5 separate regions of the Sus scrofa genome follow, and regions 1, 2, 3 and 4 are each linked to region 5. Evidence: chromatin contacts called from public Hi-C, HiChIP or PLAC-seq and promoter capture Hi-C data. All regions are on one chromosome and are shown on one strand. Each heading gives the region's core, a stretch centred on a gene start, on an enhancer-like site or on the middle of the called end of the contact. The rest is flanking DNA. Distances are from core to core; before and after follow the strand shown. Region 1 holds the start of ERI1 (3'-5' exoribonuclease 1). Region 2 overlaps MFHAS1 (malignant fibrous histiocytoma-amplified sequence 1). Region 3 overlaps MFHAS1 (malignant fibrous histiocytoma-amplified sequence 1). Region 4 overlaps LOC102160389 (a long non-coding RNA gene). Region 5 holds the start of MFHAS1 (malignant fibrous histiocytoma-amplified sequence 1).

Evidence for each region. Promoter capture Hi-C pulls out the DNA fragments that hold promoters and counts their contacts. Hi-C and Micro-C count contacts between places; a contact is called where the count stands out from the background. HiChIP or PLAC-seq counts read pairs in DNA pulled down with a chosen protein or histone mark.
Region 1: an H3K27ac HiChIP or PLAC-seq map of alveolar macrophages shows a contact between it and region 5. The contact joins the promoter of ERI1 here to the promoter of MFHAS1 in region 5. A contact is called at or near these places in 2 of 5 promoter capture datasets (fetal liver and liver), 6 of 47 Hi-C or Micro-C datasets (embryonic fibroblasts, epiblast stem cells, liver and 2 more) and 1 of 2 datasets of contacts at active chromatin or transcription factors (alveolar macrophages).
Region 2: a Hi-C map of liver shows a contact between it and region 5, with 3 times the contacts expected there. The contact joins the enhancer-like site here to the promoter of MFHAS1 in region 5. A contact is called at or near these places in 3 of 5 promoter capture datasets (fetal skeletal muscle and liver), 4 of 47 Hi-C or Micro-C datasets (brain, embryonic fibroblasts, liver and 1 more) and 2 of 2 datasets of contacts at active chromatin or transcription factors (alveolar macrophages and skeletal muscle).
Region 3: a contact with region 5 is called in a Hi-C map of skeletal muscle, with 3 times the contacts expected there. The contact joins the enhancer-like site here to the promoter of MFHAS1 in region 5. A contact is called at or near these places in 1 of 5 promoter capture datasets (fetal skeletal muscle), 8 of 47 Hi-C or Micro-C datasets (adipocytes, embryonic fibroblasts, fetal liver and 5 more) and 2 of 2 datasets of contacts at active chromatin or transcription factors (alveolar macrophages and skeletal muscle).
Region 4: a contact with region 5 is called in a promoter capture Hi-C map of fetal liver, with 5 times the contacts expected there. The contact joins the enhancer-like site here to the promoter of MFHAS1 in region 5. A contact is called at or near these places in 2 of 5 promoter capture datasets (fetal liver and liver), 21 of 47 Hi-C or Micro-C datasets (adipocytes, adipose tissue, alveolar macrophages and 12 more) and 2 of 2 datasets of contacts at active chromatin or transcription factors (alveolar macrophages and skeletal muscle).

Annotation. Positions count from the first base shown.
Region 1 is chr15:56,121,348-56,126,259 of Sscrofa11.1, reverse strand. ERI1 (3'-5' exoribonuclease 1) reads left to right here and starts at 2,740. Exons shown (of 7, transcript XM_021075032.1): 1 at 2,740-3,017. The coding sequence starts at 2,910. It overlaps LOC106508273 (a long non-coding RNA gene), which reads right to left and starts at 2,654. Exons shown (of 3, transcript XR_001305012.2): 1 at 2,386-2,654; 2 at 1,161-1,289.
Region 2 is chr15:56,270,669-56,275,460 of Sscrofa11.1, reverse strand. All of the region lies in intron 1 of MFHAS1 (malignant fibrous histiocytoma-amplified sequence 1), which reads right to left. Among named protein-coding and RNA genes, the nearest start is that of MFHAS1, 73 kb to the right of the region's middle. Within about 2 kb of position 1,625, at least 24 of the 83 cell types and tissues checked have an H3K27ac peak or open chromatin away from gene starts, as enhancers often do. A contact at or near this core is called in brain and liver, where this site is marked.
Region 3 is chr15:56,289,309-56,294,188 of Sscrofa11.1, reverse strand. It overlaps MFHAS1 (malignant fibrous histiocytoma-amplified sequence 1), which reads right to left. Exons shown (of 3, transcript XM_021075967.1): 3 at 1-865. The coding sequence ends at 832. It overlaps LOC102160389 (a long non-coding RNA gene), which reads left to right. Exons shown (of 4, transcript XR_002339377.1): 2 at 2,383-3,862; 3 at 4,515-4,695. Among named protein-coding and RNA genes, the nearest start is that of MFHAS1, 91 kb to the right of the region's middle. Within about 2 kb of position 2,173, at least 9 of the 83 cell types and tissues checked have an H3K27ac peak or open chromatin away from gene starts, as enhancers often do. A contact at or near this core is called in fetal liver, fetal skeletal muscle and skeletal muscle, where this site is marked.
Region 4 is chr15:56,309,427-56,314,642 of Sscrofa11.1, reverse strand. All of the region lies in intron 1 of LOC102160389 (a long non-coding RNA gene), which reads left to right. Among named protein-coding and RNA genes, the nearest start is that of MFHAS1, 110 kb to the right of the region's middle. Within about 2 kb of position 2,127, at least 6 of the 83 cell types and tissues checked have an H3K27ac peak or open chromatin away from gene starts, as enhancers often do. A contact at or near this core is called in fetal liver and fetal skeletal muscle, where this site is marked.
Region 5 is chr15:56,198,412-56,203,941 of Sscrofa11.1, reverse strand. It overlaps MFHAS1 (malignant fibrous histiocytoma-amplified sequence 1), which reads right to left and starts at 3,487. Exons shown (of 3, transcript XM_021075967.1): 1 at 1-3,487. The coding sequence starts at 2,926.

The sequences.
Region 1 (4,912 bases), core at 1,491-3,990, 77 kb after region 5:
ATCCATAAATAGCTAAGTCAATCTTGAAAAAGAAGAGTAAGGAGGAGAAACTTGTTTTAGAAGATATTAAAACATATTGCAGGCTCAATGGTTAATGAGCCTGACTAGTAACCATGAGGTTGAGGGTTTGATCCCTGGCCTCGCTCAGTAGGTTAAGGATCCAGCGTTGAAGTGAACTGTGGTGTAGGTCACAGACATAGCTTGGGATCCAGCGTTGCTATGGCTGTAACGTAGGCTGGCAGCTACACTCTGATTCAGCCCTTAGCTTGGGAACTTCCATATGCTGTGGGTTTGGCACTAAAAGAAAAAAAAAAGACAAAGGAGACAAAAAAAAAAAAAAAAAAAGAGAGAGAGAGAGAGAGAAAACCAAACACACACACACACACACACACACACACACACACACACACACACACATTGCAGAGCTAAGCAATAAAAACAGTGAGGCAAGGACAACAGGGACAATGGAACAGAGCAGGGTACTCAGATACAAACATAAACATATAGAACTAAATGTACATTGGCACCAGGCAGCATGGGTGAATGACCTAGAAACAAATGACATTCTACTCTACACATGTTTAGTTCAGCCTAGAAAAATTTACAATACCTGGTATTTCAATACACAGATCTATAGTGGACAGTGGATTAATCCAGGGACATTAATGCTAAATGAAAGGTAGGTTTGTTTTTCACTGGGGTTATTAAAAGAATAACTGATTCAAGAATCTCTGTTTTAGGCATGTGCCACACCTGAAACACTTACGGAGGCTTTGTTCTTGAGCTGTCCAACAAGGGCACTTATTTTCTTAGGCAGAAGGCACTAGCATCATTGGGCTTCTCCCTCACTGTACAGGGAGAGCATCAGCAGAGCCAACATTTACAAAATGTGGGTCTCTCACATGCTAATACCATACAATCAAAGGAAAGTATGGGACATAGTGGTATTGAGCATCTCAGGCACATTCTCAGCTCAGGGCCTTTTCACTTGCTGCTTGTTCTGCCTGAAATTCTCTTCCCCCAGATAGCCTCATACTTTGTACCCTTACCTCCCTCAGGTCTTTGCTCAAAGAGCACATCATCAGAAAGATCTCCCAGGACCACTCTATTTATAACTGTTACCTCCATCTTACCAAGGAGCATCCCCCCATTCCCCTTACCTGCATATTTTCCCTCCATACTGTAAACGTTGTACTTATTTCTTCTGTTTGTTGTCTTTATTCCACTTCTTGAATATAAACTCGCTCAGTGGGGCCAAGAGTTTTATTCGTTTTGTTCAATGCTAATTCCTGGCACATAGAAGGTGCTCAATAAATATTTGTTCAATGACTGAATGGTTACTGTGTCTTAGCATTCTCACAGATACTGGCAACAGTACTAATGTATAAGCCCATCATTTGAAGGATAGATAAATGATCAGTCAATCCCTACTACTGAATCTTCTTTACTTTTGTCTTTTTAGGGCCATGCCCATGGCATATGGAGGTTCCCAGGCTAGGGGTCCAATCCGAGCTACAGCTGCCAGCCTACACCACAGTTTACAGCAACACCAGATCCTTAACCCACTGAGCGAGGGCAGGGATCGAACCTGCAACCTCGTGGTTCTAGTCGGATTCCTTTCCGCTGGGCCACAACAAGAACTCCTGATATATTTTTATTTACTGTATATTTTCCTACTTGGTATGTCTATTAATTTTGGACTGGATGCCTGATATGTTGAATTTAATATTGTTGAATCTTGGATTTTATCATAGAGAGTATTAGACTTTGCTTTGGCAGGCACTTAAGTTACTTACTGAGCAGTTTGCTTCTACCAGAGCTTGTCTTTAAGCTGTTGAAGGAGCTACAATGGTTTTCCTTTAGAGGCCAGTCTGGAGCTAAGTTTACCTCACTACTAAGGCATGACTCGTTGGGGGTCTCTATAGCACATTCCATGAATTCGAAGTCTCTCCACTTCTGCTCCAGAGAATTCAAATGATTCCCAAGTCCTGTGTGAGCTCTGAGAATTGTTTGGCTTACTGCTCCCCAATAATTGTTCTTTCCTGGCCTTGAGGAGTTTCACATGAAATATTCACTGATTTGTATTCAGCTAAAGATGCAAGGGTGCCCCTATGCAGATTTCTGAAGCTTTCTCCATGAACTCTGCCTCTTAAATCCCAACCAACTTGCTCTCTTCAAATTCCCAAATTCAATCCCTGCCTTCTCCACTCAGTCAGCCCTGTCTTTACCCAAGACCCTAGGCTCTGAGTTCTCCTTGTACTTCTGAACTGGAAACTACCTCCCAGCAGGTGGCCAGGGTGATACAAGGCCCATCTTGTTTGTTTCTTTTCTCTCAGGTACAAAGGTCCCTAACTGCTTATTCTTGAAAACAGTTGTTTCACATACTTTGCTCAGTTTCTTAATAAGTCCAGACCCATTTCTTCTTGTCCAGAGTGGATGTCTTAAATGCCTTACGGAAAATGAAGACTGTTTTATAAATGTTATTTGCTACGGTTAAAATTCATCTCTCTCCAGGGCGCCCATCATTTTCTTCTTAGTAGACGGTGACGGGTCATTTCCTCCAGTGGCAACCTCTAGGCTCTAGGGTCCGAACTCTGGCCTAGCCTTAACTCCGCGCCGGGAGCGCACACTCCCAGTTTCTCCCGCGCGCGCCTTCCTCTCGCCCCTCCCCCCCGCTCCGGTCAGCTTCAGCGCTCGCGTTCCGCCAGCCGGCTCACCGCGCCTGCGCGGCGTCTGGACGCCTTACGCTCCCGGAAGTGGGAGGTGTCCGCTGGAGTTTGTGTGGCCGCCGCCGCGGGAACGCGAGCCCGGTAATTTTTCAACGGAGAAAGGCGAGGCTCTCGGGCTTGGCCGAGTGAGAGTTAGCGAGTGGCGGACACCAGCAGTTCTCTTCTTAGGTGACACGCAGCATGGAGGATGAGCAGAGCCACCAGCCCGGCGGCGAGGCCCTGGCTCCCGCGCGGCGCGGGTCGCTGGGGTCGGAGTGCGGGGAGCAGCCGCAGCATCGGAATCCCGAGGTGAGAGTCCGTCCGCGCGCCCCAGTCTTCGAGGGTTTTCCCGCAGGAACCGCAGCCTGCGCACCCTAGGACCCCAGCCCCGGCCGCCTTCCCGGTCCCCAACTCTGGGAGCTTTACTCTGGGTGGTTGTCATGGAGCGCTCTCTGGTCCTAGTCACCCTCTGGAAGTGAGTAAACAGTAGACGAGAAGTACGTGAACTGCGGTTTTAGAAGTTATTTTAGTGGGAATTCTTCTGTAAACATTGGGGGGGGGGGCACGGTTCCTGTTTTCATTCTTTGTAGCCCTAGTTCGTAATTAGCCTGTGCTTTTAAAAATCTCGCCAAATGTTCTAGGTATGTCACTTCCTAAGACTTTAAGCCCACCTCCCAGCCTTGGCAGAAAGTATTGTGTCTGTTAGCTGGAGCTTTGTCTCTGATTTGTGCCCATTTACTTCTTTCTCCTGTGGACTTTATATGATACTCTTAATGCTTTTGATAGCTCACTGGTCAATCTTCGTTACAGTGGCAAAGTTGCAAAAACAGTCTTAAAACTTTATTTTCTTTGACAGATAATTATTTTTTGTTGACTAGCGCTGCAGAGTGTAAATAATACCATTAATAATACAGAGATGCTGAGCACCTCTTAGTGCGGGTACTTATAAGAGGCTTCCCAGCTCTTGCTCTTTTCACATAGCAACTAGAATGATCTTTTAGTAACATGAATCTGACTGGGTTCCGCCCTTCCTGAATCGTCATTTTCTGTGATGAAAAAGGGATTAATAGCTTGGTCCTTAAAGTTTTTTTTTTTTTTAAACACAATTTGTTTCAAGATGAAAGAAAATATGTTTTAATAATAACTTAGTAAGTAGGTGCTTATCAAAAGAAACCTTTTCTGCACCAAGAAGATTTTTATTATTATTATTTTTAATAGTTATTTCCCCAATACAGTTTTTTTCTACTGTATAGCATGGTGACCCAGTTACACACACATGTACACATTCTGTTTTTGCACATTATCATGCTCAAGTCATAAGTGACTAGATGTAGTTCCCAGTGCTACACAGTAGGATCTCATTGCTAATCTATTCCAAAGGCAGTAGTTTGTATCTCTTAACCCCAAGTTCCCCAGTAACCCCCACTCCCTCCCCCTTGGCAACCACAAGTCTATTCTGCAAGTCCATGATTTTCTTGTCTGTGGAAAGGTTCATTTGTGCCTTATATTAGATTCCAGATATAAGTGATATCATATGGTATTTGTCTTTCTCTTTCTGACTTACTTCACTCAGCATGAGAGTCTCCAGTTCCATCCATGTTGCTGCACATGGTGTTATTTTGTTCTTTTTGATGGCTGAGTAGTATTCTATTGTGTATATATACCACATCTTCCTAATCCAGTCATCTGTCAATGGACATTTGGGTTGTTGCCATGTGTTGGCTATTGTGAATAGTGCTGCAATGAACATACGGGTGCATGTGTCTTTTTATTTTTTATTTTTATTTTTTGGTCTTTTTGCCTTTTCTAGGGCCACTCCCACAGCATATGGAGGTTCCAGGCTAGGGGTCTAATTGGAGCTGTAGCTGCCGGCCTACACCAGAGCCACAGCAATGTGGGATCCGAGCAGAATCTGTGACCTATACCACAGCTCATGGCAACGTGGGATCCTTAACCCACTGAGCAAGGCCAGGGATCGAACCTACAACCTCATGGTTCCTAGTCAGATTCGTTAACCACTGCGCCACGATGGGAACTCCCAAGTGTCTTTTTTAAGGAAAGTTTTGTCTGGATATATGCCCAAGAGTGGGATTGCTGGTTCATATGGTAGTTCTATTTATAGATTTCTAAGGTATCTCCATACTAATCTCCATAGTGGTTGTACCAGCTTACATTCCCACCAACAGTGCAGGAGGGTTCCCTTT
Region 2 (4,792 bases), core at 376-2,875, 73 kb before region 5:
GAAAGAGTCCCAGGGTCCCTGAGGAGCTTCCTTCTCTGAGTGTCCATCGCAGCACTGGGATGATATGCCAGGGAGAAACTGTGGGAAGATTCCTCTTTGAAGTGTGAGGCCCCAACAGACACAAAATAAATATTCCTAGGGGCCAGGACAAACATTCTGGGACAGCAGGTGAACCTGGCTCCTGTGGCACTTATTAATTTAATAAGTAGGAGAATTACTCCAGGGACGTTGCCAGAATCTGAGGTGCCTACAATGGTGTAAAATAAAAGATTGTTTTATATTAACGTTCAGTACACTTGGTATCAGCACTTCCTCAGACTCGCGCAGATAGTAGACAAATCGCCATATTACAAGAATAAGAGATCCTGTCTTTAGATTCTGTACAAAATTTCTCTAGAATGGCCAAAGAGGAGTCACATTGTATCCTAGAAACAAAGAACCACAAGGCACTACTTGAAGCTTAAATAAGGGGGCTTTAGGGCAAGAAAGCTTTCATATGGATGGTAAGCCTACTGTAAAAATTCGCTGCCCTGAAATAAGACGGAGAAAGACAGATACCATCTGATGTCACTCACATGTGGAATGTAAAAAAATAAAATAAGTGAACAAGCTGAACTAAACAAAGACAAACACACAGATTCAGACAACAGAATAGTGGTTCCCAGAGAGAAAGGGATGGAGGGAGGGCAAAGGGGAACAAATTGATGGTGATGGATGGAAACTAAAGTTTGGGTGGTGAGCACTGTAGAGCATACATAGAAGAAATACAATATTGGAAACATGAAACTTACCTAATGTTAAATCAGTTCACCTCAATTAAAAAAAAAGAAATAGAAATAAAAAAGTAAATAGCCTTGAGAAGTGGCAAGGGCTGGTCCAAAAAGGTATAGACAGATTCATGGAGGTAAATTAGTAACACTACGAGAAGGTTGAGCTTCAGAGGTCGTCTACAAGCTTATACTCTTAGTGATGACATGCAAAGAAATAAAGTGACCCAATCGTTCACACACATACAGATACCTCACTGGAGTTATGATCTGGGGTTAACCTATCAGCTGCTGGCTCCGCTCGACCTGTTGCATCAATGGCCCTGTGTACGAGCACATCCCTCAGCAAAATGCCTCTGAGGTCTTAGACCACCCTCTTTCCTTACTGACCTTTACTAGGTCTGACCCAAGTCAGAGCTGACTGGGGACACAGGGAAACATAGCCCTGCCTCTTCCCGCCATTCATTCATTCCAGCTCGCCTCAGACGCTGTGCCGGCCACTTGGCTCCATCACCATTGCTAAGGGTTTATATAAATACAAATCCACCCAAGAAAGGAAAAATATTTCTCCTTTTCCTGCTCTGGATAAAGTTCTAGCCGACTTGGCTGAGGATGAGACATGCTTCATAGATCAAAGTGCACTCAGGCGAGGAGGCAGGGCGGAGGAACAGAGCCCAAACCCAGCTCTGGCCTTCCCGCTCTCAACATGCAAGTCAGGATCATAAAAAAGCCCCCATGCCGCTGGACTGGAGTGTTTTCAAAAGCTTACTCTTTATTTGGATAGCCTGTCACCTACTTCTTACTGGAAACCATTCCAGGCTCAGAGGAGTGAATGCAGACAGTTTCCCAAAAGCCTTCAGACTAAAACTGCCTCCCTCCAACCTGCGTTCTCCTTTCAGCTGAAAATGGGAGGAACTTTTAGGACCTGAACTGAAAGCTGAAATGCTGACCAGGCAGGCTTGTCAAAACTGACCTGATTTTGAAGGACTTAGGGAACGACCTGAAGTCCTTAGGAGTGATCCTTTGCTTCACGTCTCCAAACAAGCAAGATGATGACAATTCCTGCAAATTCATTTCCCTTGGAGGAAGGTAGTGGGGAGGAGGAATGAATTACTCTGGGTGAGGGGGGAGCTTCTCTGAGAAGCCCCTACAGGGCCCTGAAAAACCCCACAAACTTAAGAGTCAGACCCACAGACACTACAGGGGAACCTGTTCCAGCCCGGATCCTCTTCCAGCAGGAGTTTTTCTTTATCTACCCCCCTGCCCCCATCCAAGTTTTCATTCCCAGAAGATCCAGCCTGGACCTGAGGCCAGTTTAAACAAACAAAAAGCGGAGTGCCCGTGGTGGCGCAATGGAAACAAGTCCGACTGGTATCCATGAGGATTCAGGTTCAATCCTTGGCCTTGCTCAGTGGGCTGGGTTGGGAATCTGGTGTTGCCATAAGCTGTGGCGTAGGCCAGCAGCTACAGCTCCAATTTGATCCCTAGCCTGAGAATCTCTATATACCACAGATGCAGCCCTAAAAAGCAAACAAAACAAAAACCCAGATTGCAACTGTGAACAAGAAAGCATTTTTTTCCACTCTAGGTTATTTGAGAAATATGCACATGCATTTTTTAACCAGTGATCACATTTTCAGTCTTAAATAGGAGTAGTTCTTTTCCTAATAGTTAATGGCATAGAAACTGACCAAATTAAAATCTATAACCTTAAAATTCTTTGGTAAGAAAGAATTCTTTTTGAATTATGTAAGTCTTTATTTTTCTTATCTTTCAGATACACCTTTTCCTGCAAGGAGGTACACAGCTGGCTTCCAAATGAAGCCTCAGCACAAAGAAAAAAACATAAACATGAAAGTGTTTACACCCATTAGAATGTATGGGACCCCCAAACAGGACTGGCTTCATCAGGGGAAAGAGCCACCTCTGGGGGCAGCTCGGTCTGCTTGCTTGGCTGTGGCCTCAGTTCACCCCCAGTCCTGAGCTCTTGCCTGGATATCACACCGAGATCCCACTACCTATCAAACACTGTCACTTGGATACTGACGTGCCCAAAATCAAACTCTTGACTCCCACTGGCTCCACCCCCCACCAAGTTACTCCATTTCCAGGTTTCCCTGTGTCTGTGAACGTCCACTCTGTTCTTCAGTCACTTTGGACAAAAAAAAAAAAAAAACCAACCAAACAAAAATGGAGTCATTTTTCCCTCCCCTTTTCTCTCACACCACACACTGAATACATCGCTGCATCCTGTTCCAGCTTCAGACCCACTGGCATCCTACCATGTCATCAGCTCCTTGGTCCTTGCCACCTCCTGCCCCCACAGTCCATTCCCCACTGAAGCAGAGGGGCTCCCTCAATGCACATCAGGTCACATTACTCCTTGGCTCAGACCCTCCACCGCCTCCTCTGTCACTCACACATCTACAGGGTCCTATGTCATCTCCCTTCTCCTACCCTGGCTTCACTGGCCTCCTTGCAGGGCAAACTCCTACCTCAGGACCTCATTCTAATCACTGAGCTTCCCCATCCCTGCTTTGTTCAGTCTCAGATATCAAAACCTCAAGAAGAACTTCCCTGACCCCCCTGTATAAACAGCACCCCCACCTCCTAGTCACCCACTTTCTGTCCCCTCTTTTATATTTCTTATGGTATTTCTGTCCACCTAACATGTATTGATTTATGGCGTGTCTCCTCTACTAGAATGTAAGCATCACAAGTATGGGGATTCCTCTTGTTCACTGTGGGATCCAAGCAATGAAAGCAGTGCTGGGCCCATAGCAGGTATGAGATGATGGTGAATAAGTGACTGATCATTTGATGAGTCCAGAAATTGACGGCATTTACAAAGCGGCTTCTCAAGCTCTCTCAGGGATGTGGTCCCAAATCTGACACTAGTGGGGCGCACACTCAGGCCATGAGGGCCACAGACTACCCCCTCTTCTTCCCAAGGGGACACAAATGGCCAGCTGGGGCAAGTGTTCAAACTTCCCAGCCCATCACTGTCTCCTCCATATGCCAGGCCTGGCACAGAAACTGGAAGCGCTCTGCTCCAGAAGCCACTCTGCTTTTCTGTTTTACCTGGTTCTTGCATCTTTTACGAACTAAAGAGAAAGTCATGTCAAAGTCAAGATCCATTTGGGGAGACTCCAATGCCAACATCTTGAAATGTTTTCTAAATTTGAAGAATTACAAGACTTAGGGAAACCTGTTAAGTGTAGCTTAAAAAAAAAAAAAAAAACCGCCCTCTTCTGAATTATAGTTGGAATGGGTTAGAGTGGGGGAAGGGGACTAGGGAAGTGGAGGTACTATAAGTTATTTAGTGCTCTGGGGATGGGGTAGGAGGAAATCAGATCTAAGCACCCCCCCCTTCTTTTCCCCAGTCTCAGATAGTTTGTTCACACACATGTGCTGATCAGCACCCTGCTGGGTTTTCCAGAGAACCCTCTGGAGTTCTCTTTCCTCTCCAGTTCTCTGTCCTGCAAACACCAGTCACCCTGGGCCCCTGAATTAGGAGGTATGTCTCAGCTCCCTTCTCTGTACTACAGCCTGGGCACTCTCAAGGCACTAGGCTGGGGCAAACATGGGACTCACTTCATTTCATTCCCATATCTCAGGATCATTGTCCTCTGTCACCTGATGCTCAGGGCCTCAAAAAAATCATCATATATTTTGTTCTTTCATTTTTTTCCAGATGCAAGAGTAAACACAGTCTCTTTTACTCTACCTTAGCTGAAAGTGGAAGTGTGGTTATAAGTTTTAAAGTACTTTTGACACTGTGAATAGAATAAGTTTCTTTCTAAATAGTAAGCCCATCATTGAGGTTAACAACATATGTTCTTCCAAAGACACTGAATGAAAAGACAAGGTAAGATGCAGATTGAGAGGAAAGAATGGCAAAGCATACATCCAATAAAAGGGCTTGTATCCAGAACATGTAAAGAACTGTCAAAACTCAATAAGAAGGAACTAACCAATAAAAAAAAGGGGGAGGCAGATGTCTGAACAGATGTTTATCCAAACTG
Region 3 (4,880 bases), core at 924-3,423, 92 kb before region 5:
AGTGGGCAAAGAAAAGGAATAATCCTATTACCTTGTCCAGTGGTTTATAGGCAGGGATCTTTATGTAAAAGGAGGGGAGGGGACATTGCCTGAAACATATATTTAAAGTTCTTGCTGATTACTGCCAACCTCTATGAACCAACACTTCATCCATGGGCAGAGAGAGAGAGATCTTTTTCTTTTTAATCTGCAAAGGATTAAAGAATAAAGAATAAAAACAAAAAGGTCCTATGCTAAAATAAGAAATCAGCCCCATCTTGGCACAGTTCTCATCAGAATATTGCACCCAGTGTTAACTAACGCTAGAAGCTTCAACCTGTATAAATTTAAATGTATTTGCATATTATAAAAATAAAGATAAACATATACATATTTTACACTAGTTACGGAACAGCAATGAATGGTCAGTTGATCGCTCTTTCACATTTAACAGAACTGAAATCTGAGTGCTCTAAATACTGCCACCTGTACTGGAACTATGGCTTATATGTGCATGGAAAACAAAATCCCTGAGAAGCCATTCGACTTTTTTTTTTTTTTTTTTTTTTTTTTTTCTTTTCTTCAAGTAGCGCTCTCCCTGGAGGATCACAGTTCTGAGGTTCAGGTTGTAAAACATTTGCTCCATATTCTCTCCCATCCTTACCCACCCCTGCCCCTCCCCATCTTGTCTACAGGCTAGGTGTGCTTCCTCCCCTGAAAGCACCCCAAACACGTATGCACTTGAAGTCACAGAATATGCCTGGGAGCGTGGAGGGTTTGCCGGGTACAAAAGATGGTCCAGGTACATTCTGATGCTCTTTTCTCCATGGAAGTTCCACAGCCATATAAAAGTCACTGGTTTCTGTGCTTTTCACCAACGTTCTTCCTATGTGGGTAGATGAGAAGAAAGCACAGAAATGACGAAAGGAAATAGGAAATGATACTCTCAGTTATAAGAACAAATCACAATATAAATCTTTTTGGCACAGATATCCATATCTATTTCTAGAGCTCTGTGTAAAATTGCAAATGTCAGGCAATTAATGTTTCTACAAAGGAAAGAGGCTTTTTACTAGAAACCTAGTCAAACATTTCTGTTTATGACACCAAGTTCAGACATAAAGAGAGAACTAGACGAATTAGCTCTTTCTACCTATTCCACTGTAGTTTCACAGCCTAACTAGATTTCTGATCAAGAACCTTGAACTCTAAACACAGCACTGCTTCCTTTCAAGAAACATGCACAGACACACACAAAATTACCCTCTGCAAGTAGGCCTCTGTACTAAGAAGTAAGAGTGGGTGTCTATCTAGACTAAAAAGCATGCTTTGACTTGAATTAAAGGCTGTCAAACTAAAAGCTGGAGTTAGATGAATATAAAATGAAGAAACCACGTATCTTCAGCTAATTAAAGTGGCATTCCATTCAGACCAAATGGTCAGACAAGAACACATCAAGTGTCCCCCCCCCCATATTTTAGCTATCCTATAATGACTTGCAACATACTTAAAGTGTTGTGGCAACACTTAATAAAACATACAAAGAGGTACAGGGCTTACCACCCGCATTCCCCACCCTCCACCCTGCCTCTCTCTTGAAGCTGCCTGATTTTATGGAAACTGATAATTTAGTATCTACCTAAGACATTTCTCCAGCCCACACAAGAACTGGCTGAGCATAATATCAATAACAACATCACCAAAAATAGACACCTTCCATTTACTAAATGCTCACTACATGCCAGGAATCACACCATTCCCCATACTGTGTTATTTGATTAGTCCTTAACTCTTAACACTCCATCAGGTAAGCTTTCCCTTTTTCTGCATTCACCAAGAAAGGAGCTAAGGTCCAATAACTTCCCCAAGGGCACACACACCAGTGAGCGGCAGGGCCGGGCCCTTTAAAGAGGGTTATTTGACGCCAAAGTATGCTTGACGACTGAAAGCAAGACTGGACTATTTGGGGCCCTGGGGATAGTTTCACATTTCTCTGGCACTTGGCCATGTGGACATTTTGAAGGCCTATTAATATATTAAACTTCCCAGTAGAGAAAGTTTTGAAAACTGCCTCAAATTCAAGTAATAACATAATTAATCTAACCATAAGGAGAATGGCAGCGTGAAAACACACATGCCAGCCAAGTGGTTAATGCTGGTGGAGCGAGTTCTGGCTCTGAGTGGGAGAGGTGCTATGCATATGCTTTTCTTACTGACTCTAGCAAACCTGGGGAAAGGCAGACAGTTGTGTCTGGCTGTCTGCTCCCCTGAGCCACTCGTAAGACTGAGAAACACAAGGATATGTAATCAAGGACACCTAGAGGGAATACCCCAGTGTTCAAAGGGAAAAAAGGAAAACTGGTTTGAGCATTCTGCACATGGATGTCGTTTTTTCCTGTTTAGGCACGTAAGGGAAAAAAGCATTGATCACAAGCCTCCCCGCCTCTGACTATGCCTCCATTTCAAACTTGCCCTCATCAAGATCCACCTCAAATGCTATTTCCTGGAACTTTTCCCGATTCTTCTGGCAGAGTGCTTTCGTCTCTGTGCCTACAGGACTTCGATACACTTGTTGCTGGAGGTGTCATGTTTCAATTGGAATCAGACACAAGTTTGTCTGGTTGTGCCTTTGATTCCCATTTCTACTGGATTCTTGAGGGTCTCAGTTATTTCTGTACCCACAATGCTTGGCATAATGCCTAGTAGAGGACACTCAACAAAGATCTGCTGAATGAATGAGGAATAAGATGTGATGAAGGAGTTCCTGTCATGGCTCAGTGGTTAATGAATCCGACTAGGAACCATGAGGTTGCAGGTTCGATCCCTGGCCTTGCTCAGTGAGTTAAGGATCCAGCGTTGCTGTGAGCTGTGGTGTGGGTCACAGATGCGGCTCGGATCCCACGTTGCTGTGGCTCTGGCGTAGGCCAGTGGCTTCAGCTCCGATTAGACCCCTAGCCTAGGAACCTCCATATGCCGCAGGAATTGGCCCTAGAAAAGGCAAAAAAAAAAAAAAAAAAAAAAAAAAAAGATGTGATGAAAAAGTCACAGGCAGAAAAACAGCCCAGGTACTATGAGATTATTACCATAAGGTGTAGTGATCACTACCATCTCTTCATAAGGAGATGTATAAAAAGGAGATGTGAAGGAAAGAATGGCTGATTACAGTTAGAAGGGCTGAGGATGGCTTCTCAAAAATGACACATGAAGCAGCTAGTGGTGAACTGAGAGCCAGCCAGAACTTAAGCCTGGCTAACCCTCCCACAGTAAGGTGGTGTCACACATCAGAAGGGTGGTGGGGTCCAATGGGGAAGCCTTGTGTGTCGTGCCTAGGATTTTGAACTTGAGCCCCTAATCAGCAGGAAGTCATTCAGGGCTTTTAAAGTAGGAAGAGAAGTGATGGGGTCTGATGTTGAAAGATGGCATTGGATAGAAAGCCAAAAAGACTAGGGAGGAAGATGCCAGTTGAGACTCAGTCTTAGGGCGGAGACAGGAGGACCTAGACGAAAGCACAGGCTGAAGAGAAAGTTCGGTAGTTGAATTCCCTCATTCGAGACACACTACTAAGATGGGGTACCAGTTCTTAGTGGAAGGCTGCTTATGGGAGGGAAGAAAAGGAGGTGTTGAATGGACAGACTCCCAGCCTGGGAGATGGTGCCAGGCTATGTCACCCCCAGAGACAAGAGGCACAGACTGTGGAGAGCCCTGGGGGAGGAAGACAGAACGCACACCTGTGGCGCCTACAGAACATCCAAGGGAGCTGCCAGCTAGGATGATGAAGACAGAGGCCTGGAGCTGAAGGAAAAGTCGGTATGGGGAGGCTCAGCCCAGCCTCCTCTCAGGCTATGGAACCTGCTCTTCCTAGGATGCGGCAAAAGCATTCAAGGTATGTGGAGCTTAGGCTGAAAAGGAAGCTATACCATTAAGCAAGTCTTTTCTGTATTCTGAAATTCTGACCTCCAGGGCCTCGCCCACCCTGGCGGAATGCCCCTCCCAGCATCAGCCAGCTAGTCCCCAGAGAGAGTCAACAACCTAAGTGTGACTGTGCTTCTCAACTGCAAACCAGTGAATCCAGAGCCCACGCCCCCAACCACCCCCTTTATCAAGCTCTCACACTCCAGGCTGCAGTCCATCTACCCTAATCATGCCAGGGCCATGCTCCAGACAACGTGGGACTGTCTTTATGCCCCCGAGTCCATGGAAACTATCCAAACTGGCCCATCCTATGCCTTCTCCCCTGCCTTGCCCGTACCTCCCGTAAAAACCACAATGCAGGTTCCTACTCACACTTTCCTCTCCCGCTGGCCCCTGGCCACACAGGTGTTTCCCTGGGCAGCCCCCCCCCCCCCATGGCATGGTGTGCCCCTTCCTCTAAGGAACTGTAATACACTTTTTTTTTCCCCACAGCAGTCATTTCCTGATCTGTCGGCCTTAGTGAATCTCTGACTTTCCACTCCCACACTATACAAAGTCTGTCCAGGCACTGGGCATTTTCAACCTCAATATGAATGATCCCACTCATGTCCTCTTTGTTCCAGAAAGACGGGTTAGAGACTGATGTTTACTCAGAGACTGCAGGTGGCCTCATAAATAGATCATCATGTACTTCACCTTGACTGCTTTGTGGTGGTGGATGTGAAGGTGAAGCAACATTCTCTCCTATACACGCGTTTACCTGCCTTGTGTAGACACCTCAACCAATGAGCTACGCAATCCTAGGTAAGTCAGTGAGTGGATTAGACTCTAGCATGTATATTTGCATTTTGAAATTTTTTATTACTACCTTTGTACGCCATCCCCAGTGTATGCTGCTTATGTTTCTAGTAAAAATAACAGCAACCGGATTTATCAAGTACCACTTATTCTGTGTAAGGACTAATGCTGAAGGCTTCCCCTGCAATGGT
Region 4 (5,216 bases), core at 878-3,377, 110 kb before region 5:
GGCAGAGTACAAGACGAGAATAGGGTAATTGCTAACAGCATCCACCAGGTGGTGCAGTTGAACGCAAAACTCAGCAGGACAGGACAAAGACGTACAGGAGAGCTGAAAGGAATAGAGTAAGTGCTAACAGCATCCACCAGGTGGCGCAGTTGAATGCAAAAACAGCTGGATAGGGCGAAGACTTGCAAGACAGATGAAGAGAATAGAGTAATTCCTAACAATAACCACCAGGTGGCGCAGTAGACCGCAAAGCGCAGCAGGACAGTGTGATGTATGTATGCTTAAAAAAGGGGTAGTTGCTTACAGTATCCACCAGGTGGCGCAGCATACCGCAAAACTCTCAACAGGAGGGGGCTAAAGGAGTACAAGACAGCTGAAGGGAATACAGCAATTGCTGACTGCAACCACGATGCAGCTCAGCAGAATGCAAAACTCTCGCAGAACGTGATAAACCCACCCCCTTTTGCTACTTTCCTCAAAGAGGAATTTGGTACCCCAGAAATTTGACCTCTGAGGATTGGTCAGAGTTAGCTACCATTAAGATTATTGCCCAATACCTTAATTTTACCCTCTCCCAATTTGCCTCTGATAATAATCAGACATATGGTAAAATGCAATTGCTAAAATTTTGTACCCTTTAGTCAGGTCAGAGGATTGGAACTGTGCTTTGCCTTTGATTACTTATTTACTTCAGGCAATTGACTCTTGCTGTCTATCTGTAAAAAGAATATAATAGTACCTTCTTTGCAAGATTATTGTAAGTATTAAATCAGTACAAATGTCACCTTAGGTAGCTCTATGTGTTGGCTGTTTGATGACTGAAATGTGATGGAATTATGAATACTCATGAGAGAAGGAATGTTGATGCAAACAGCAGAGACACTTTTGAATTCTAAGATCCTGAAGCCATTTTCCTCTCTTGTTAGATTTTTACATTTAACTTCACATCATGATTTAAAGTTATTTTCTGGAAAGAAACTAATCACAATGCCAGATGTCAAGACAGAATAATACATGTTTACTGTCATACATTTCTTTCTTAATATTTGGAAATTAAAATTTCCAAGGTTTAGTTCTAAAGGCTTTTACCTTGATTTCTGAAATATTTTGTAAACAGAAAATCAGTTAGGTTTTCTCAAAGAGCATGATGTTTTACACAAAAGTATATCTTGGGTTGTCTGAGTCCAACCAAGAGGCTGCTCAAAAAGCAGGTTAGAAGAAAATCCATGTCTAATTCCTCTAATGAGTGGGTTAAGCATTTGTCTCCATATTTAAATGGTTGCAGACTTTGAGAATAAATTCAGAGAATCATCCCTCATAGGGACAGAAACGAATGAAAAGAGTCTAGAATTGAACATGTCTCTCTTTCTAAAATCACAAATTGAAGACCTAGCTTTGTGGGATGAAGAGGTTGATCTATTAAGGCTGAATTTTCAGTGATATAAACTTTAGGGTGCCTTTCAGCATTAAGTTGTGAAAGCCCTTTCTGGACGTTTTGCAGAATGTTGGCGTACAGCCTGCCTGCTGAGATCCCAGTGTGTGACCTGTTCCTGCCTGCAGCCAGAGGCAAACTCAGTGACCCACTGAGGCCACAGTCAACTGGCACAGACTGGAAAATTGTTAAATAAATTGGTCAGAAACTGTCAAACCTATTGCATAATCCAAACCTTAAAACCCGGACTGCAAAGTTTTCTTCTCATGCCAGTCATTCACACCTTTTGGATTCATTTTTTGATCAGTTCATCAGAAGAGTATTTATTGGTTCTCTATGAGATATGCCCAGCACTGTGATAAGTGCTACTTTAAAATTTATTTTTAAAACTATAACTAATGGGGAAAGAACTTGGGTGGTTCTCCAAGACACCCAGAGATTAAGATGACGTGTACTATAAATCCGTAACAAGTAATAATTTGCTTTAAAAAAAATCAGAGACACGTTAACCACGTAGACAATCTCCACCTTCATCTTTCTGGAACTCTTCAGCTCCCAGAAAGTGACAGGGTGTTTCTACACCAAAGAGTATGCACATTGCCATTTTTAGTTTCTTCCGTCATACGGTATACTCATGGCCTCAGGGGAAAGACATGTGACACTTCAAGTCACTTGAGAGTACAGCTGTCTTACTATCACCATCCCATTGAGGCCAGTTTTGGCCCAGCCACAGCTGCTGGTGGAGCCCACGTGGGTGTAACTGTGTGGGGAGAGTCGTGATACAGACAAGCCAACTGACACTGCAGAGGGGCCCTCAGGGCAGATCACAGCCACAGCCCTTGGTGGCCCATTTTAAAGTTGTAAATGTATGTATATGATGAGAATAAATACATATCGGTGGTTGATTATGTGTGAAACATAAAAGCATAAAAAGGTTGATTTTATTATTATTTCCCCCCCTCAGCTTTATTGAAATGTAACTGACATACATTGTGTGTGTTTAAGGGGTATAGCATGATTACTTGATACACGTATATACTGCAAAACGTTTACCACAATCAGGTTAGTTGGCACATCCTTTGCCTCCCATAATTACCTTTTTGTTGTTGTCGACATGATGATGAAAACCTTTAAGGTCTACTTTCTTAACAACTTTCAAGTGTACTAAACGGTATTGTTATCTGTAGTCACCATACTGAACATTAGATCCTGGGAGCTGATTCATCTCATAACAAGAAGTTTATGCCCTTTGACCAACCTCTCCCATTTCCCCCACCTCCTAGCTCTTGGCAGTCAGTATTCTACCCTCTGTTTTTGTTTTTTAAGATTCCACATGTAAATGAGAAAATACAGCATTTCTCTTTCTTGGTCTTATGTCACTTTGTATAATGCCTTCAAGGTTCATGCATGTCAAACCATGTTCATCACAAGTAGCAGTATTGGAGTTCCGGTCGTGGCACAGTGGTTAACGGATCCAACTAGGAATCATGAGGTTGTGGATTCGGTCCCTGGCCTTGCTCAGTGGGTTAAGGATCTAGCATTGCCGTGAGCTGTGGTGTGGGTTGTAGATGTGGCTCAGATCCTGCGTTGCTGTGGCTCTGGCGTAGGCTGGCCTCTACAGCTCCAATTCGACCCCTAGCCTGGGAACCTCCATGTGGGAGCTGCCCTAGAAAAGGAAAAAAAAGACAAAAAAAAAACAACAAAAAAAACAAGTGGCAGTATTTCCTTCTTTAAGGCTGAATAATATTCTATTGCATATATACATGTGCATGGTATATAACATTCCATTGCATATATACATATATATTTTTTTATCCATCTGTCCATAGGTGGACACTAAGGTTGCTTCCATATCTTGGCTATTGTAAACAATGCTGCAGTGAACATAAGAGTGCATGTATCTTTACTGCTTAGTGTCTCTTTCCTTTGGATAAATGCACAGAAGTGGAATTGCTGGATCATATGGTAGTTATATTTTTAATTTTGGGGGGAACCTTCATGTTGTTTTGCATAGCAGCTTTACCAGTTTACATTCCCAGCAATAGTTCACAATGGCAGTATTTTCTCCACGTCCTTGCTAACACTTGTTATTTCTTGTCTTTGTGATGATAGACATTCCTACAGGTGTGAGATGGTACCTCACTGTGATTTTGATTTGCGTTTTCCTAGTAATTAACGATGTTGAACACATTTCATGTACCTGTTGACTGTCTGTATATCTTTTTCGGAAAAATGCCTATTCAGATCCTCTGCGCGGTTTTTAATCAGATTGGTTTTTTGCTATCGAGTTATATGAGTTCTTTGTATATTTTGGAAATCAATCCCTTATCAGATATATGACTTGTAAATACTTTCTCCTGTTCAGGAGGCAGCTTCTTTATTTCATTGTTTTCCATTCACTTGGTTTCCTTTGTTATGTAGAAGCATTTTAAATTGTTATAGCTCCGCTTGTTTATTTTTGCTTTTATTGTCTTTGCAAGACTAATTTTAAACGTAATGCCCCACTGTCTAGATATAAATGCTATTAATGCTTTTGCTACACTTCCTTTAGACATGTTTCTGTGTGTGGGTTTGTGGGATGGGAGAGAGAGACAAGAGGCAGGGAGAGAGAAGTTGAGAAAGAGAGAAGACAATTTTTCTTTTTTTCTCACTATCTCTACCATTTATTTTGAAATAGTTGCAGGTTTACAGAAAAGTTATTAAAAATAGAATAAAGAATTCCAGTATGCCTGTCACCCAGATTTCCCAACTATTAACACATTTGCATTCTCTCTCATATGTATATTATTTTTTTCTGCACCATCTGATGGTGTGTTGCAAACTGATGCCCCCTAAAGAATGTCTGCATGTATTCCCTAAAAACTGTCTTATAGATATCCATGCTAGACCTAACAGAATCAGAAGACTAATGATGAAACTGTTGTAATATTTAATATGCAGAATTTATTTCAATTCATCAATTGTTTACTTATTGCTCTTTTAGCAATAGAAAAATTCTGGTCGAGGATGTAATCCTGCATCACTTATGGTTGGTGTCCTTTTATTTAGTTATTTTTTTGGCTTATTTTTTTGAAACTGTAGACGTTCCCAGGCCAAGGATCGTCCACTGCCTCTGCAGTGACAATGCCAAATCCTTAACCCCCTGCACCACAGGGGAACTTCTCTTTGGTGTCCTTTGATCTGGGTGGTTCTTCAGCCCTTCTTGTCTGGCTTTTGACATCTTGGGATAGTCCAGGCCAGCTACCCTTTAAAAGAGTTTGGGGTTTGTTGATACTTCTTCATGATGAGATTCATGCTACATGTCTTGGGCAGGAATGCATGGAAGCGGGGTGGAATTCTCCTCTGGGCATCTTATCAAATGTGTTATGGTTTGGGTGCATGCTAACCTTGATGATTCTTGCAAAAGTGAATTCTGTGGCTTTGTTTTTCTTGTTTTCATTGTGTCTATAGGGAGAAAGCTGTGGTGTGATGAACAGGGGGACAAAGAGATCTCCAGTGAGGGAGGAGGTGGTCACCTAAGGGACATGTGTTTTTTGGTAATGATATTATAATTTCAAGGTAAAGCTTATTGTGGGTAATTTGGAAAGAAGAGAGAGAAAAAAAATCACCCACCTCCTCAAATCTGAAGTAATTGGTTAGCATTTTGTCTGACACTTTTTGCCTGTGTATTTTTTTTCTCACAAGTGTTGGAAAAACGTTACATATAAAACTTGTGACCTATTTTCCCCTTAGAATTGTAGCAAAATTTTTTAGTATTATTATAAAACATTCTTAAGCATCATTT
Region 5 (5,530 bases), core at 2,238-4,737:
AGTGCAGTCCAGGCCATTCCTGAAGAAGGACATTCAGCTCCTCTACCAAGGGGGTTATGGCTTGCCATGCTGTCCATATGTTTGGTAAAGACGCATGGCTGGCGATGGACAGAGTGTCTGGCTGCAGGACCCCCTTGGCAGGTCTGTAACTCACCACCACAGGGACTTTTCCTCTATATGCAAAGATTTGAAGTTTGCCATCTGACCTGTGCACCACATGGCTGTTGATCTGGACGCTGTAGCGTGCAAACAAGCCAGGTGGAAAGGTGAAGGGAAAACTATATTCAATCTGTAACTGCTCAGCCACAAAGGACTGCCCGGCCAGGTTGGTCCCATTAATCCAGGCCTCTGCGTGGGGCACCTCATTCTGCACATAGCACGGGAACTTGTACCAGGCCGTGGACCCATTCAAAGGCTTGCCCTTGGGTTTGTTGAGGCAGTAACATAGTCCCATCTTCTCCAGCAGCTCCAGCAGCAGCTGCAGGTCCTGCTGAGCCTGGACATGAGGCTTCAACAGCAACCGGATGACATGGGCTGGCAGGAGCCCATGCAGCAGAAAGCCCTCCACATAATGATGAAGCTGGGTGGCCCGCAGCGTGTCCTGGCTCGGGGCGGGCAGTGCCATCAGTGGGGAGCTTTCGCCCTCACCCTCAGCCTCACCATTGGTCCCTAGGAGCAGCTTATGCAGCAGCAAGGAAGGATCCCTCTGGAAGAAAACATTGAGGATGTCGATTAGGCGGGACAGGTTGTGGAAGACATGCTCCTTGAGAGCCGGGCTGTCCTCAAAGTAGAGCAGCTTGCCACTCTCGTGCAGGTAGGAGAGAGCACTCTGCAGTCGGTCCTCGGTCAGCCCGGCCTGCAGGCCCAGGCGAGCTGAGTCCCACCAGCTGAGCCAGAGCCGCTGTGCCTGAGGGGGCTGGAAGTGCAGCTCCTCCAGCACCTGCCAGGACCTGGGCAGTACTCTGTGTAAGTTGGGGAAGATTTCCCGGTGCTCGGCAACTGAAAGCAGTTTGTCCCGAAGGCGCTTTAACTGGCAGGGATCCCTGCAGCTAACGGGCAGCACGGGGGAGAGGATCTGCAGCCGGTGGTTGAGCAGGTACTGAAAGTGGGCCTTGCGCCGCCGAAGGTTCTTGTCTGAAACGCCATAGTACGCAGCATGGGGGCTGGCAGAGCGGAGCTCGAAGTCCCGGGCCAGTGCCTCATCTACCACCTGGGCTAGACGGCTTAGGCCCTCGGCGTCACGCTTCTCCTGAAGGGCAATCTGGCGGTGAATGTCCAAACACTTCTCCTCCAGCTCCTGTTCCCCGCAGAGGTCGGCATGCGTGCCTACAATGCACACCACGGCATGAGGCACCCGGGCCCCCACCCGATGCAAGAAGGAGCCCACAGTGGTGGGAAAGCGCAGTGGCTCATAGGTGGCCAAGTTCACCACCAGCACATAAAGAGCCCCCGGGGAGAGGAAGAAGGGCTGGATCACCTCGTAACTTTCATCCCCAGCTAAGTCATACACGATGAACCGCAGGCCCCTGGAGGCATCCGCTGTCCAGCTGGTCACCTCAATGCCCTTGCTCACAGGAGGAGGTGAAGCGGGGTAGCTCTTCTCCTTTTCCCCTTCTCCTTGGCTCACCTCCACTCTGTCTTCGGTGAGGCAGTGACAGAGCAGGGTCTTTCCTGCAGCCTTATGGCCCATCAGGAGCAGCTTGAGGCGGGGCTGCACCGCCGGCTGGGAATGAGCCAGCTCCTTCTGGTAGGCTGCGATATAGGGGATTCCCTTCATACAGACCTCGTAAGGGGGCTGGATCAGCGGGTTGTCCTTGATCTTCCACAGGCCCACCCGGGAGAGCTGGCCAAAGTTGTCTGGCAGCACAGCAATCTGGTTCCCCTGCAACACGAGCTCCTCCAGGCCGGTCAGCTCCACGATGGAGTCTGGCAGGTATCTGATCCGGTTATTATCCAGCCACAGGGTGAGAAGACGGCTCAGGCCAGAGATCAGGGATGGCACTGAAGTGAGCTGGTTGCGACTAAGGTAGAGCTCCTCCAGACCAGCCAGGGGCAGCAGTGCGGCAGGGAACTCCTCAAAGAGGTTGGAGGAGAGATTGAGCATTTTGAGCCGCTGCAGGCGGCTGAACTGGGCAGGCAGAGCCTGCAGCCCGTTGTTGTCCAGCATGAGGCTCTCCAGGCTGGCCAGCTCGCAGAAACCGCTGGGCAGGGTGCCAAGCTCAGCCCCGCTCAGCCACAGGATCTTTAGGGCACGCAGGGCACTGATATCTTCAGGTAGGCCACGCAGCCGGTTGCTGGACACATCCAGCTCCTCCAAGGCCGCCAGCTGCAACAGCTGCCGGGGAAAAGCCGTGAGCTGGTTGTGGTCCACGTCGAGGGTGCGCAGGTGGGAGAGGCAGGAGAAGGAGTCGGGCAGGTGTGTCAACCGGTTAAAACTGACGTCCAGCTCCTCCAGGTGGACCAGCGCGCCCAGCTGGGCAGGCATGGCGGGCAGCTGGTTGTGGCTGAGGTTGAGCTTCCGCAGCTCACGCAGGGCGCTCACCACCTCGGCGCCCAGGACGCTCAGCCGGTTGTGGCTCACGTCCAGCTCGGTTAGGTGGTGGCCCAGCTCCGCCACCGCGGGGGGCAGCCGGGCGAAGCGGTTTCGGCGCAGAACCAGGACGCGCAAGCTGCCCAGCGCAGAGCCCAGCCCGTCGGGCACCTCCTCCAGGCCGTTGTTCCCCAGGTTCAGCACCTCAATGTCCCCGATGTTGGCCGGCAGCACCAGCTGGGGGGCGTCGGGGGAGTCGATCTGGTCGGCACCTGGGCTGCCCCCGGCCGCGCTGAGGGTGAGCTGGCGCAGGTTGCTCCTCAGCTTTCTGGCACGCAGGGCGGCGTCCCGCCACAGCCTCACCGTTTTCAGGTTCCCACTGTCCGTCCCAGCCATGGTGGGGTCCCGGGCTGACACCTTGGCGCGGGCGCCCGCAGCTACATGCCGCGCTGCGCCCAGGCAGGCGCCAGTCTCTGGGGCCCTCTAGCTCCCGCTCCTCCCTTCCCACCAGCCCTCCGCGACCAGCGGCGGCGGGTCCTAGCGCAGCCAGCGGCCAGGCGCCCGCAGCTGGGGGGCAGCGGCGACGCGAGAAGCTCCGGGGAGCGCCGGGCGTGCGGCGCTGGGGGAGGCGGCCGGCCGGCGGGGAGCGCAGCTCGCATTCTCCGGGCTCTCGGGCCAGGGGCGCGCCGGGGCAGCAGGGCCGCCGCCCGCCCGCCGCGCCGCGGAGGATGCCTGCCGCTCCCCCTCCTGCTCCACCCGCCTCCGGGGCCTCGGGGCCGATTCTAGCCCCGCTACCCTCGCTGCCGCGGCCCCGCGGCCCGCAGCATCGTCGCCTCCGCGAGCTCCACGAGGACGGCGGCGGCCCGCTCCGCTGCGGGCATGATGTGGGCGCAGGGCCGGGCCGCCTCGTAGTCTCCGCTTCCCCGGGCTCCGGCGGGAGCGCGAGCGCCGCGTCCCCGCCACTGGGAGGGCGAGATCGGGAAGCGGCAGCGCCGCCCGGCGGAGCGGCCCCCACGTGACCCGCGGAGACGCCGCGTGTTCCCGGCACCGCCCCGGGGCGGGGGCCGCGGACCAGCGCCTTGAGCCGGGCTGGGGGCGCCTCGCCCTCCACGGGCGGCGGCTTGGACACCGCTGAGCCGGAGGCGCGCTGGTGGCCCGTCCCGGCTGCAGATCACGGCCCCGGGGCGCTCCTGCTTAAGTCTGCCTGCGTCTGGCTCTTTGTTGGCCCTGCGCCTCTAAGAATTTCTTTCTCTTCTCCCCTCACGTGTTGGATCCCAGGCCTCCCTGACTCATTCCTTACCCTTCTTCCCCCTTCCACTCACCCTATGTCCACACCTTAGTGGAACCGGCAGCATGCAGGGGCCTGGGTTTCATTGTAGGAACCTAAAAGGAGAGTGTGATTAAACAAAAGAACGAGAAAAGCAGGCAACCATTCATTCACTTGGTAAATATTTATCGAGACCTTATTTTATGGCAGACCGACCAGAGACAGACATTCTCTGCTCCCCTGAGGAAGGCTCTGAGCAGGCTCCTCGCCGGCCTTACTGCGGAGTGGAGAAAGGGGGGCCACGCAGTGTTTTATCCGGGATGTCCCACACATCCTCCCAACAGCCTCAGGAAACAAATACCATATCCCCAACTGTACAGTCCTTATTATGCTGTAGGTTCAAGAAAATGGCAGTTATGTCAAGAAAAATTTACAGCCCAATGCTCAACTCCAAGTCTTGCTTGCTTGCTTGTTTACTTATTTATTTATTTATTGGAATTTCTTTGCGGTCACATCTACACTAAGTAAATAATTTCTTCAGAATTTGCCCAAACCTTGAACTCTATTCAGCCTCAGGGTAGCACCTCCGTCATTGCCTCCAGCTTGATTAATAATGAAGCAAATAGCTCTCAGAGACACAAAGCTAAATGTAATTGGTTAAATGCACCAGTTAACACCTGGTTGGCTCTCCCCTACAAGGGATTGTTGCTGTCATTTGGGGACCCAAATTAAGTGCAGGTATTTGAATAGTAATAATTTGTCTCTTTAAAGGGAGCCATTGAGAAGTTCCTGTCGTGGCGCAGTGGTTAAGGAATCTGACTAGGAACCATGAATTTGCGGTTGGATCCCTGATCTTGCTCAGTGGGTTAAGGATCCAGCATTGCCCTGAGCTGTGGTGTAGGTTGCAGACGTGGCTCGGATCCCGTGTTGCTGTGGCTCTGGCATAGGCCGCTGGCTACAGCTCTGATTAGACCCCTAGCCTGGAAACCTCCATATGCCTCGGGAGTGGCTCTAAAAAAGGCAAAAATACAAAAATTAATTAATTAATTAATTAATTAAAAAAAAACAAAGAGAGCCATTGAACACCTCAGGCTGGAAAGCTGCCCCAGTGATGGTTATCAAGCCTGGTCTGGTAGGTACATCGTGGTACTGGAGGATGCTCCTGGAGCCAGGTGGAACCCAGAGCTTCAAGTACTTTAACAGATACAAGTGAGCCATGTTCACCCTGAAGGTCTTCCTGGAAGATCAGAACGCTCAAGAGTTCCCCAGGTGCCCCACTTCAAGGAAAATTCTGAATCATCTAGACTGAGCCTTTCTTTCATAGAGGAGGCAACAGTCCCAAGAGAAGTGACCTCTCAATCAAACAGCCAGGTAAAGGGAAGAACCAGGTGTGTTAACTCCCCTTGTGGGGTTATTCCCCTGAATGCATCACCTTCATGGTATTCTTGAGTCAGATCCCAACTCCTGCAGTCTCTAAGGAAACTGGAGAAGGTGTCAACTTCCTACCCCACTTGGGATAAACTAAAGTGATCTGGGTTTGATCTAAAAAACCCAGGCTAAACTGCCCCCTTTAGAAGCCATCAGAAGATTATACTTCCCTCTCAACTGTCTTTGAAAACTCTGCTTTTCCTTTGTCAGGACATAATCTGTAATTTGCTTTATCCAATAAAAAAAAAGCTGGATAGGACAGGAGAACAACCCATTTGAGGGATCTCACTGAGCAAGCCTGGGTT